Linked DNA regions of Macaca mulatta: region 1 is linked to region 2. A link is a contact called in public Hi-C data. All regions are on one chromosome and are shown on one strand. Each heading gives the region's core, a stretch centred on a gene start, on an enhancer-like site or on the middle of the called end of the contact. The rest is flanking DNA. Distances are from core to core; before and after follow the strand shown.

Region 1 (6,117 bases), core at 430-2,929, 40 kb after region 2:
TTCCCACCTATTGGCCCTACAAGATGAGGTCCCAAGGACTGAAATGACGATTACAGACCCTAAAAGAGGCCTCGGATCCCATCTTTAAGTCTGCCACCTTATCGTAGACCTCTAGCCCCAAATCCCTGGAGGGGAGGAAAGAAGGCATCTCACACCCCTACCACCAGAGAAGACTATCAGGCCCAGTGAAAACGCCTAAATCCCTTGGGGCGATCTCAAACAGCCTTCCTTGAGGCTCTTCACAGTCTGGGGGTCCCATCTGCCGTAGCCGCCCACCCCTCATCCCGCAGCTCTTACCTGCTCGACAGTGGCAGGGTCCATAGCCTCGATGCGTGCTGCAGCCGCCTCATACTCGTCCTCACTGTTGTAGCCTGCGCCGACCTCCTCACGCTCGGGACTGCCCCCGCCAACCGCGCCAACCCCGGGAGCTTGACGTCGCCGCTTGCTGTGCCCAGGCCCGGAGCAGCAGCCGCCCACGCCTACGGCACCACCCACACCCACCACCACGCCCGCGGCACCCACACCCGCCGCCGCTGCGCCCAGCGCGTCGCCGGGACCGCCGCCGGGACCACCTGGGCCCCCGCAAGGAGGTGGAGAAGCCTGTTGTGGCCGGGGACCCGCCACTGCACCAGGCGGCACGGCCAGCGCCCAGCGATGAAGTGCGCCCGGCGGTCCTGGTAGCGGGCCTTGAGGCGGTGGCGAAGCTCGCGGACGGGCCCCCACGACGCCGGAGTCACGGTCGCGATCGCCGCCGCCCACGCCCGTGCCGCCGCCGCCCACGCCCACACCCCCGCCGCGCCGCGGCGCCGGGGGCAGCGGCCCGGGCGGCGGCGGCTCGTTGGCGGGGTCGGCGTCGGGAGGCGGCGGCTTCTTTTTGGGGAGTATAGTCATGGCTGCACCGCCGAGTACCCCCCAACAAACCCGGCGCGAGGCACGCCGGGAGAGAACCCGGATGAGGGGGGGCTAATGTAGTGCGCTAAGCACGACGGGAACGGCGAAACCCGGATAAAGGGATCGCGGCACCGGTTCGAGAACCCTCGGCGGCGGCGGCGGCGGCGGCGCGCGGGTCACGCCGGGAGGAGAACCCGGATGTAAAGTCCAAGATGAAGGCAGTGCGGCGAGTTTGTCGGAACCTTCTCTCCAAGTCCAGCAAATTTATTGCTACGCTTGTTCCGGCCTTCTGCTTCAAAGGAAACAGAACCAAAACAAGCACCTCTTCGCTCCGCCCCCTCGCAGGTTCTTGCACTACCGGGTGGGGCCCCGGGGCGCTGCGCACGCGCGCCAGGGCACAGCCCCGCCCCTTGCTCGGAAGTACGTGGGCAAAATCGCCGCCGCAGCCACAACAATTGCGAACACCAACCAATTGAGCAGCTGCGTGGGTCCTCGACGACGCCCACGGGCCAATCACAGGCGAGTGCTCGCCCTCCGGTGCCCTCCGTCTCAAATTTCAGTCAAAGTCGACACCCTGGTTCCCAGCCTTTCTCCCCGTCGGTCCCGTCTTGCTCTTCACTTTTCTCCCCGAAGCTCTGACTCGCAGTCGTCGGTACTGCGGACGGACAGCGTGGCCTGTCCCACGTACGACAGGAAAAACACCTCCCCTCCAGGCTTCCAACTTGAACGCTGTCAGCCGGAATGACTGGAAAACATCAACACTCCCAGAGCATAGCATTCCCCTGTAGCGTCACTTCCGGTCCCACCCACCTACAAATATCCTTCCGGGGGAGGCGGACACCGCTTCACCCCGGCAACAGCCTGAGTTCTGCGGTGATTGGCTAAAAGACGCCGTCACTCGCGTCATACCGACCAACCTTGGGACAGACAAGCACCGTGGGGACAGTGGTTGTTTGGGAAACAGACACGCCTTCTCTGGCACCACAGCACTCTCGCCCTCGGGTTGACCTCCCCGGCCCTATGGCTAGTGCGCAGGCGCGGCCCAGCCTTTTTTTTTTTTTTTTTTTTTTTTTTTTTTTTTTCCCCCCCTTCTAATCGAGACGGGGGTCTCACTCTGTCGCCCAGGCTGGAATGCGGTGGCGCGATCATAGCTCACTGCAAACTCCAACTCCAAGGTTCAAGCGATCCTCCCGCCTCAGTCTCCCGAATAGCTGGAACCGCAAGCGCGCACCACTACGCCCGGCTAATTTTTTTTTCACTTTTTTGTAGGGACAAAGTCTCGCTATGTTGCCCAGGCTGATCTCCACCTCCTGGGCTCAAGCGATCCTCCCGCCTCGGCTTCGCAGAGTGCTGGGATTACAGGCGTGAGTCACCGCGCCTGGCCAAGCCCAGCCTTTTTCTAAAACTGAGTTTGCTTGGGTCGATCGAGGTTTATGAATCAGCTCTGTCACCAGTCAGCGTCTCGAAATGGGGTTGGCAGAATCCCTGCTATTGAGTAGCTGGAGAGCTACACGCTAATTCTAGCTCTGCGCTTCCTGTCTGATTGATCTTTGTCAGTCATTTAACTCCCACCCCGTCCTCAATTTTTGTTATTGTTGTTTACTTTTTTATAGAACGCTTCACGTATTTGCGTGTCATCCTTTCGCATAGTGCCATGCTAATCTTCTCTGTATCGTTCTAAGTTTAGTATATGTGGTGCGAAGTGAGCACCCATCCTCAATTTCTATTCTATAAATTGGCAATGATAATTCCAATCTGAGGATCAGAGATTAATGCTTCTGAAGGGCCTGGTGTTGTGCCCAGCACATAGGAAGTGTTCAATAAAGTAGTCTGCATGGTGGTGCAGTGGAAGGATCGTAGGCTTTGGAGCCAGAAAGACCTCAGTTCCAGGCACAGATGGACCATTACCAACTGTATGATCTTGAGCAAGTCATTGTGTTGCTTTTGAGATTACCCATGTGTAAAACGGGAATGATAATGCCTGCCCAGACTACCTCAGGGAATGGTTATGGGGTTCAGATGAGCTGATGAACCAAGAAGGTATTTGGAGTTCACTTCCAGTCTTAGGAGACAAGCCATACAACAGGTTGACTGAAAGAGACCATGGGAAAGCTGTTTTGAGTATAGCCTTGCCTCCCTTCAGATACTAACCCTAGTTGAAGTTCTTCCCTGAAAGGTGTAAGTAATAAATGGGTTCTAAGTAGTGTTTTCTGCTCATGAGACTTAATGGGAGGAGGGGACTTTCATGTTTACCAGGCCTGTTGTGTTCATGGCTCTGTGCCAGATGCACATTATCACATTGAATCTTCTCATGACCATCTCACCCTAGCCCCATATATTTCACTCACTACACATCTAAAACTGAACTCAAGATAGTAATCATGGCTACCCTTCACCAAGTACTTACTATGTACCTAGCACTGAGTGCTAACAGCTTTGATGTTCCCTTTACCAGGGAATAGCACTCCCATCCAGCCGTTGTCCAAGCCAGAACCTGGGAGTCAACCTTGACTGCTCCCTCTTCCTCAACTCCCACATGCCTGTCAATCCCAAGTCCTGCCAATTCTACCTCCCAAATCTCTAGACTCTCCAATTCTACTGCCACTACTCTAGTCCAAGCCACTGTCCCCTACCACCTAAACTATTATAAAAGCCTCCTCCCTACTTTTCTTCCTTCCAGGACTGTTTCTCTATATCTACTCTCCATAGCCAGAATGATCATTCTGAAACACAAACTTCATCATGACTTTTCTGTTTAAAAGCCTTTAGAAGTCCCCACTATCTTTAGGATGAAGTTCAAAATTCGCGTCATAGCGTCAAAGCTTTTTGTTATCTGGCCTACCTCTCCATCCTTCCTCTCCTCAGCCCCACACTCTCCTCCCCAGCTGGACTGAAATACTTTCAGTTCCCCAAAGGCCTGAGCTCACTCTCTAACCTCCAGGTCATTGCACATGCTGTTCCCTCTGCCCAGAACATTGCATCCTTTGATTTGCTGCCTGGCTAACTCCAACTCATTCCTTGTGTGTTGGCCAGGTTAAGTTCTCCTGCCATCTGCATGCTTCTATAACCCATGGATCTTAGTTCTGCCACACCATGTTGTAATTACTTGTCTGCCTTCCATGCTCAACTATACATCAGAGACAATGTCTACTTTGCCCACCTTTGTATCCCTAGGGCTGGCACATAATGGAAGTTAATAAATATTTGGTGACTAAATGAATTATCCCTATTTCACAGATTAGCAACCTGAGGCAAGAGAAGGTAAATGATTCTCTCACCCAGGGACTGGAACCCAGATCAACCTGAATCCATCGTCTGTCTGCTCAGTGCTCTACAGAACTCAGCCACACACTAACCTAGTGTAGCCAGTAGCCCAGAAGAGAGAATGTAGGGGGCGTCCATAAGGAAAGGAAATTCACCAAACCAAGTGATGCTTTTATTAGGGTTAAATTCAGAGTTGTTTGCTGTCAGGAAGCCTGGGTTTAAGTCTCCTCTATGTGTTTCTCTGGGTCTCAGTTTCCCCATCTGTGAATCAGGAAGCTGGCGCAGATGATATCCAAGGAGGAATGTCTCAGGACCCCCTGGCCTGCCTCACTGGCTGTAGATGGACTCCTCAAACCACGTTCTTTCATTTCTCCTGGATCCCCGTCTTCCAGAATACATCACCAACCATCCATCTCCCATACCTTGACCCATACCTGCCCTTCTCCTAGCCAAAAGGGATTGAAATCAGAGTGTTTTCAACCCCCAAGCCCAACCCAGCCCCCAAATCCACAGAGCCAGGAGATACTCAGTCCTCATCTCTCCTCTCAGGTTTTATTGACTGATGGAAACTACATCTTTGTCAGCCGCCAGCTCCATGGGGACAGTGCTGGGGACAGGGAACCTGAGATGATGCCAGATTTCAGCCTGAGAGCAGAGTTCTGGAAGGTGACCCAAGAGGGAGAAGAAAGGAATATGGGAAAAGGAATTGTAGGGGAGGAGGAGGAGAAGTTCCTCCTGTCTCCTATAACTCCCAAAGTTCAAAAACATCCCAGGCCTGAGCCCCTGATGCTTCTGGACTCTTGCCCAAGAACATGGAATCAGCCCATGATCTCCAAATACAGCCCAGCTCTTGCTGGTTGCCAGGCTCTTATCTTGGCCAGTCCAGACTCCAGCCCAACCCAGGAAGGAGGCAAACCAGAGGAGAAGAGAGGAGGAGGAGGAGTTAGAGGTGGCCCCTCTGATTAGGGCAGATGTAAATGCTGCAGCAAACTGGTCAGAGGCTTTGCATAATGACACGGCAGCAGCTGCTATTGCTAGAGTTTGCTGGGGGCCCGGCAGAGGACAGGGTTGCGGGGTCCCATTTCCAGCAGCCAGGGAAGGGGATGGTAGAATTTGTGCTATCTGTGTGTTGGGAGAGGCAGCCTGACCCCTCAGGCAAGGCCTGGGGATGGCAGGTCACTGCAGAGGCCACAGCCCATGAAGCCTGTGTTTGCATTCCAAGCTTCAGAATCTGGGAATTGTTGGGCCAGATAGAGGGTGAGGACCTCGTGTAGAGGCCAGATCAGAGGTGAGGGTTCTCTTCTCTGAACCTCCAAAGCTCCATATCCCAGCCAGAGGGAGGTGGAAGTCTCAACTCTCCTTCTTAGGCCAGACCTCAGATATCAGATCAAAGCTTTACCTTCAACTGAGAGCCCAAGGGGAGGAGCATGCAGGAGTCCAGCTGGGAGAGTGGGGCCAGTCCCAGTGTGCTGGGGCAAGGAGGCCAGGGGCCTGTGGAAGCCCAGTGCTTCAGCTCCCACCAGGAAAAATGTCTGGGGTGGGGGGAAGTTTCCCATTTCCTGGCTACTTCCCCACTATGTGGACCATTTCATGAAACTCCATTGCATAGTTCTCAGTAGGGGGGCAGAAGGGGTGTCCAAGCCTGCCTCTCTCTGCCTCCCAAAAATATGGCTTTGGAAAGGATTTCCCAAAAATGAAGAGGACCTTCTGAATGGGCAGGTCTACCCCTCACAGGGAAGAGATCTTGACGGTCTCAGGGAAGAGGCAAGGGGTACCCAGGCTGGAGTTCCTGAGGGTGCTGCCGGCCCTGCTGCCGCCACCAGGGGAGGAAGGTTGGCTCTCATCTGGGGTGTTGGCAGGAGGGGTAGGGATACTGATAATGGCAGCCACGAAGTCCCGGCTGTCGCAGTTCAGGTCAAGGCTGTCATGGGGCTTGGCATTGAGGCTGGAGCGGCTGTGGAA
Region 2 (6,170 bases), core at 194-2,693:
AGGGTGGATGGGAAAGGATTGTTGGAGGGGAGAATCCAGGGCTCTAGGGGAATTGGGGTAAATCAGAACTGTATGTCACCCCAAGGGAGTATACATGGGCTGGCAGGAGTGTTCTCACTGTTACAGGGCCCAGGGAGTCATACATCCCCTGAAAAGCAAGGAGGTGAATTCATCATCAGTGATGGAATAGGTAGGTCAGGAAGGGCTCCGAAGGTACTCACCAAGGGGGACCAGCCCAGCACACGATTCCGGGGAATCACTTTGATGGCCACCTGGAGAAGAGAGGGGCATGGTAAGGAGGCCAGCCAGTGATCCCCAGACCCCTCCCAGTCTAGACCTTCTGCCTACCTCCAGTATTCCTCCATCTACCAGCAGTCTAGTCTTTCTGATCTCCAACCACACCACCCCACACAACTCATACCAGGGCGTCTCCACTGCCCTACAAGTCCTCGGAACCAGGTTCATCTCTCTCACCTTCCTGAGCCCTGGGCTCTCCGTTCTCAGGCACCAGGACTCATCACTCCAAGTCCTGAGTTCTAGATTTCCTGATACCCCAGGCCCACAATCTTCCTATTTAGCTCTACGACACCCCAACTCTGTACCAGGGTCCTGGTCCGTATGACTTCACACTGGACACCTACCTCCAAAAGTCCCATAAATCTCACATCTAGGTCCCCGCTTTCCCACACATACGCAGCCTGGACCCTGGGGTCGAGGACCTCCGGAATCTGAAGCCCCCTGTCCCCTCACCCCCAACACAACCCCCTAGACCGACACACACGCGCGCACACGCACACACACACCTGGCCCTCTACACACACTGCAGGCTCACTCCTCGGACACACACACACACACACACCCCCGGTCCTCTACACACTCTGCAGGCTCACTCCTCGGTCAACCAGCATTCCAGGCCCAGGATCCCCGCCCCCGCCACACGCACCTGACCCTCCCAAGACCCTTGTGACGGATACCTGGAGTCGATCTGTGAGGCGGTGTCCTGCGAAGACGGTGCCAAAGCCCCCCTTACCCAGGAGGGGGCCGAGTCGGTACTCGGCCTCGAACGCTTCCCGATCCTTGCCTCCTACGCAGGCGGAGGCGAGGAAGTCAGGGTGGTAGCGTGCTGAGCCCAGCCACGACTCCCTCCCCCCGCGCTGCAACCCATCATTCCAGCCCACCCCGTCTGGTTGTAGCAGGGGAGGATGTGCTCACCTGGCGGCGGCGTGGGGGTCACGGGGGGCGCAGGAGGCCCCTGCAGAGGCTTAGTCAACATGGAGGTGGCGCTGCGCAGATTGAGTCCACTGAATCCGCTAAGCCCGCAGGGCGTGGACGCCCGGGGCAGCGCAGCTGGGGAGCCAGGGCTGGGGGGCGCCAGGGTGGAAGGCAGAGAAACTGGTGGTCCGGAAGCGCCCGCAGACGGCGCAGCGTTAAGATTCGCCGCGCGCGCCAGCCCCAATGCTACTGAGCCTGGGCACGCGCCTCCCGGGAGAGTCACCCTGGGCGACAGCCCCGCCCACCTGGCTTTGATCAATCCGGACGCGGCACCTGCTGTACCACAGCCAATCGGAGCCACTCCTTATTTGCATACCACCCTCATCGTTTCAAGTGCCCCCTTATGCAAATACACGCTCGGTTCTTCCGAGGAGGCGGGGCCTGCATGTAAATGAGGGGGCTTGAGGTGGGGCTCACACCAAGAGGAAACCGGTTCTGGGAATCCCTTTGCAGCACCGCGCTTGTTTTGGTTGTTGCGCGGGGTTGTTGTTGGTAGTGGTGGCGGTGTGTGTATTTACACTTAAAAAATAACTGCGCAGTATCCTTTCCTGGGAAGTTGGTTTGCCGCCGCTGCCTGGATATTAGCACAGAGATAGCGCCAGGCCGGGCTTCTAAGAATCTATCCAGGACCCCGTCTCGAAAGGTGCTTGTCGGACTCCTTCACCGGAGTCTTCCAGGCGGCCTTCACTGGAAAGCTGAGGCCAGAGCCCTGGAAATATCTGGTAGCCAGGGAGGGGGAACCCACACCATCAACGCCACGGGTGCGCATTGGTCAAAGGCAGCATTGCCTGGGGAGTGTTTATTGGAGCTTTTAACCCTGAGCCCTGGGCCCAGTCAGCAGGTCTAGAATCTAGAACAGCAGAGGGTGGTTCTTGGGGGATGGGGGTGAGCCCAGAGTGGTGGTGGCATGGGCTGCACTTGGAGTTGAGAGAGGCAAGGACTGAGAAACATGATAGAGGCTGCTAGACAAGTGGCAACCCTGACACAAATTTGTGAAAAACAGCCAGAGAAGGCGCCACACCCCAGGAAGAAAAATGCACTCCAAAGACAACATGAATGCCAGGATATACACAAACACATACTGTCAGACACATTCACAGAAACGACCTAGATACACATGCAGCCAGAGACTGACATACACTTTCAGGCAGGCACACTGTCAGAAAAATAGTTATGTCCTAGAATGACACCCAGAGATACACTGTTACAGAAAGGCACTCACGCAGACCTACATTTGCCATGTGATAACACAGAAATGTCCCGTCAAACACACTGGCAGAACCTGTCACAAACACACTGTCACCATCAGACATGCACTGTCACAGCAAGACTTGTACTGTCCCAGAAATGAGAGACACAGAGTCTGTCACAGAAGATACACAGATGCTCCAGGAACACACATGCACTGCTCTGAAGGCAGACATGTACTGATGTGATAGAGTCACATTTGTGGCAGTGTCACAAAAGCAGACATGGATAGACCTGTTCAGACACAGACACACATACACCATGACACATGCAGCTTATCAATGGAACAAACTGTCCAGAAATAGCTACCCAGAATCTGTTGCAGGAACACAAACGGACATCCACCCCATCAGACAGAAACCACAGATGCACTGTCACAGACCCACGCAGGCATGCACTGATCTTGGCTTTAGACACAAACTGTCAGAGATAAGAGTCCCACACTCAGTCACCATCTGACACACCTGGAAACAAGCCCTCATCACACACACAACTGGAGACACTGTGAGCTGCACATGAAGACTTGGACTCACCACAGTCACACACACACAGACACCACCAAAAAAGCATACATGTATTCTCCTTTGTTCACCCAACATTATTAGGGGTTGGTTTGCTATAAGCCTGCCAGGCCTTGATGGGGATGTTGCTATTAGAGATGTACAGATAAGTCAGGCATCAAACCTGTGCCATGAAGTTTATCTGTAGTACAGTTACTGGGGAGATTTTTAGATAGAAGTGAGAATGTGAATGGGCTTCTCAGCAGGTGACCCTCTACTTGTCTTGAAAGACAAAGTTGGTGGCTCAGGACAGGGGAGGGCAAATTGCAGGCAAAAGCCAAGAATACTGGATAGAGCGGTGAGAGATTGGCAGGGGCCAAACGGTGCAGGAACTTCTACAAAAAGGATAGTACTACTAACATTTGTGCTCTCAATGTGCCAGGCACTGTGCCCAGTAGTACATTACTTTGATCATACATATTCCCTCTAGATGATCACAAGCAGACAGCATGAGGGATTTTTTTTTTTTTTTTTTTAAGACGGAGTCTCGCTCTGTCGCCCAGACTGGAGTGCAGTGGCGCAATCTCGGCTCACCGCAACCTCCACCTCCCAGGTTCAAGTGATTCTCATGCCTCAGCCTCCCAAGTACCTGGGATTACAGGCACGTACAACCCACCCAGCTAATTTTTGTATTTTTAGTAGAGATGGGGTTTCTCCATGTTGACCAGGCTGGTCTCGAACTCCTGATCTCAGGTGATTCACCCACCTCAGCCTCTCAAAGTGCTGGGATTACAGGCGTGAGTCACTGCACCCAGCCTAATCACCTCTTGTACAGATGAGACACTTGAAACTCAGAGAAGCTATGAATTGACCAGGGCCACACAGCTAGAAAATGCCAGGCAAGGTTTCAAAGCAACTCTACAACAAATAGATGCTTGGCCATTGGGTTCCAGAGACACCCCACAGCCAGCCACTCAGCTAGCCATGCCCTCAACTGCAGAGCCAGACACACATCCAGCCAGAGGGTCTCCATTATCATGGCATGGTGAAAAAGATGCTTGAGAAAACCTGGGGGCTAGCCAGCCTTCTTTACCTTGGATTTACCCCTAGGAAGGGCAGGGAAAGAGGTGTCAGACTGGGGGACAAGAAAAAGGGTTTAGCCATCCTTCACCTTCTAAAACCTAGTGGGGAAGGCCCCTCTGGTTACTTCCACTAAACCCATGTCGCTACAAAGTATTAGTTGTACTTTTCCAAGGTTTTTCTTCATCAGATCATGATAAGGAAAGAGCAACATTCATGGTAAGAGGCAGGCAAAGAAGCTGGAATTCAGGCAGGAAGTTCAAGCTCACAGTCCTCTGCTACCATCACACCCCCAGGAAATAGGGTAGGCAGGGGTGGGGTCAGCAGGCAAAGACGCAGCTTTTCCAGTGGTAATAGGTCCAGAAGGAGGTTTAATAAGCAGCAAATAAAATACAAACACCAGGCACCCAGACAGACCCTGCTGGAGAGCACTCACACCTCTGAGGTCAAGCCAAGGTCCGTGCCATTGCCTCCTCTGCCCAGAGGCCCGCCCAACCCCTGCCCCACACAGAACAGAGCTGCTCAGGGAAACTGACATTTGGTTTTATTGTGCCAAGGACATTACAGATGGTGGATCTTGTCAACACCTGCAGGGCACGGGTGCCCCATCTGCCAAAGCTGCTCCCACACTCCTTATAACTCAAATCCCGGGTGGCAGCCATAATCCCCAAAGATGCCCCCCACCCCAAGATTCCAAAGAGGCTAGTGGTGGTGGAAGCAAAAGGAATGCAGCAAGGTCAGGGTTTCATTGTCCAAGCCGGCCTGACACCTGCCGCCCTGCCCTGCCCTTGCCCAGTGCACACCCTAGACCCTGGACCAGCCTCCATGCAGCTGGAGGCCAGAAGACAGCAACCCACATCTTTGTGCCCTCCTCCATGCCCCATGGCCTGCCTGCCCAGAGAGATGCCACCTTCACAGAGCCACTGCTGTCGTCTATATCATTTTTGATTAGTTGATTTTATAAGATAAAAGTACATTTTAATAAAGAAAAAATTCAACATTGAAGGCTCAGACGTTCTTGGGGTACTGGGAAGGGAAATTTCCCACTTCTTCCTCCCACCTCCCTGGCATGAGTGTGGGTGGGGGGGGAGGGCAAGTTTTTCTCATCTTGGAAGGAATGAGGGGCAGGGAGACTTTCCTCTGTCTGAATGTCTCTCTCCTCTGGGGCTGCCTGGCTGCCAGTTGGTCTGTCTCTGTGTGCCTCTCGTCTATCTTCGGCACCCTTGCCCGAGTCCCCTGTGGAATGCAGGGATGGTTCTGTGTGGGGTTGGGGGGGCAACAGGGCACGTCAGCTGGCAGAGAGACAGGTGATAGTGGCAGCGGCAATGAGAGGGAGCGCAGGGGTGGGCTAGCCAGAGAGAAGTGAGAAGGAGGGAAAAGGGGGGAGAGCAGAAAGAACAGAAGGAGGCAAGAGGGAAGAAGCCAAAGAAGGTGAGGTGGCACCGGAGAGCAGGAGTACTGGGGTTGGGAGATGGTGTCCAATCCCTGGGTCTCCATCAACTCTTGTCTGGGGGCGGGTCTCTGTGCACTTTATTTTTCTTCATACTGTCTAGGTATTCCTGTTGGGACACTGCCAGCACCGACGCTAGGATCTCATCATCATCCCAGTCATTCAGACCTGCTGGGCGAGAGGAAGAGGAAAAGGATGATGGAGCGCTCTCAGCCTGCCTTCTCCTCACCCTGTGCCGACGTCTGGGGCTCTGGAGAAATCCCATAGGGCCCTTCTCACTCCCTTCTCAAACAGAAGGATCTGCTAGGCCTGTGAAACCCCACTTAGACCCCAGACCCTTCTGGGGCGAATTCTTTGGGTCAGAAAAATCCCCTCCAGTGCCTCTCCCTTGTTTTCTTGGAGAGATGGCCAGAGGCTCCAGAAACCCCCTCTCAGGACTTGCCACTTCTTCCAGTCTCTCCCAGCTCCTAGCAGCCTCCATCCCCCCAGACAAAGGAGGCTTACCAAAGGCAGAGGGGGACATCTGCTGAATGAGGGCCCGGCACTCCAAAGCAGGGTAGAGGGACACAAGGGGGGAAGTTGCCCGGTCGGCCCCTGCCGAGAACTGACTGCTTGTACCT

Evidence for each region. A called contact is a pair of places that touch in the nucleus more often than the background predicts.
Region 1: a contact with region 2 is called in a Hi-C map of blood, with 3 times the contacts expected there. The contact joins the promoter of OTUD5 here to the promoter of PIM2 in region 2. A contact is called at or near these places in 3 of 14 Hi-C or Micro-C datasets (CD4 T cells, blood and liver).

What each region holds. Positions count from the first base shown.
Region 1 is chrX:49,033,618-49,039,734 of T2T-MMU8v2.0, forward strand. OTUD5 (OTU deubiquitinase 5) reads right to left here and starts at 1,680. Exons shown (of 10, transcript XM_077988722.1): 1 at 298-1,680. The coding sequence starts at 891. It overlaps LOC114675170 (U6 spliceosomal RNA), which reads right to left and starts at 2,601; the gene lies at 2,495-2,601. KCND1 (potassium voltage-gated channel subfamily D member 1) reads right to left here. Exons shown (of 8, transcript XM_077988711.1): 8 at 4,309-6,109. The coding sequence ends at 5,884.
Region 2 is chrX:48,993,876-49,000,045 of T2T-MMU8v2.0, forward strand. It overlaps PIM2 (Pim-2 proto-oncogene, serine/threonine kinase), which reads right to left and starts at 1,444. Exons shown (of 6, transcript NM_001265848.1): 1 at 1,213-1,444; 2 at 975-1,084; 3 at 222-272. The coding sequence starts at 1,273. It overlaps OTUD5 (OTU deubiquitinase 5), which reads right to left. Exons shown (of 10, transcript XM_077988722.1): 8 at 6,055-6,168; 9 at 5,560-5,718; 10 at 4,625-5,336. The coding sequence ends at 5,597.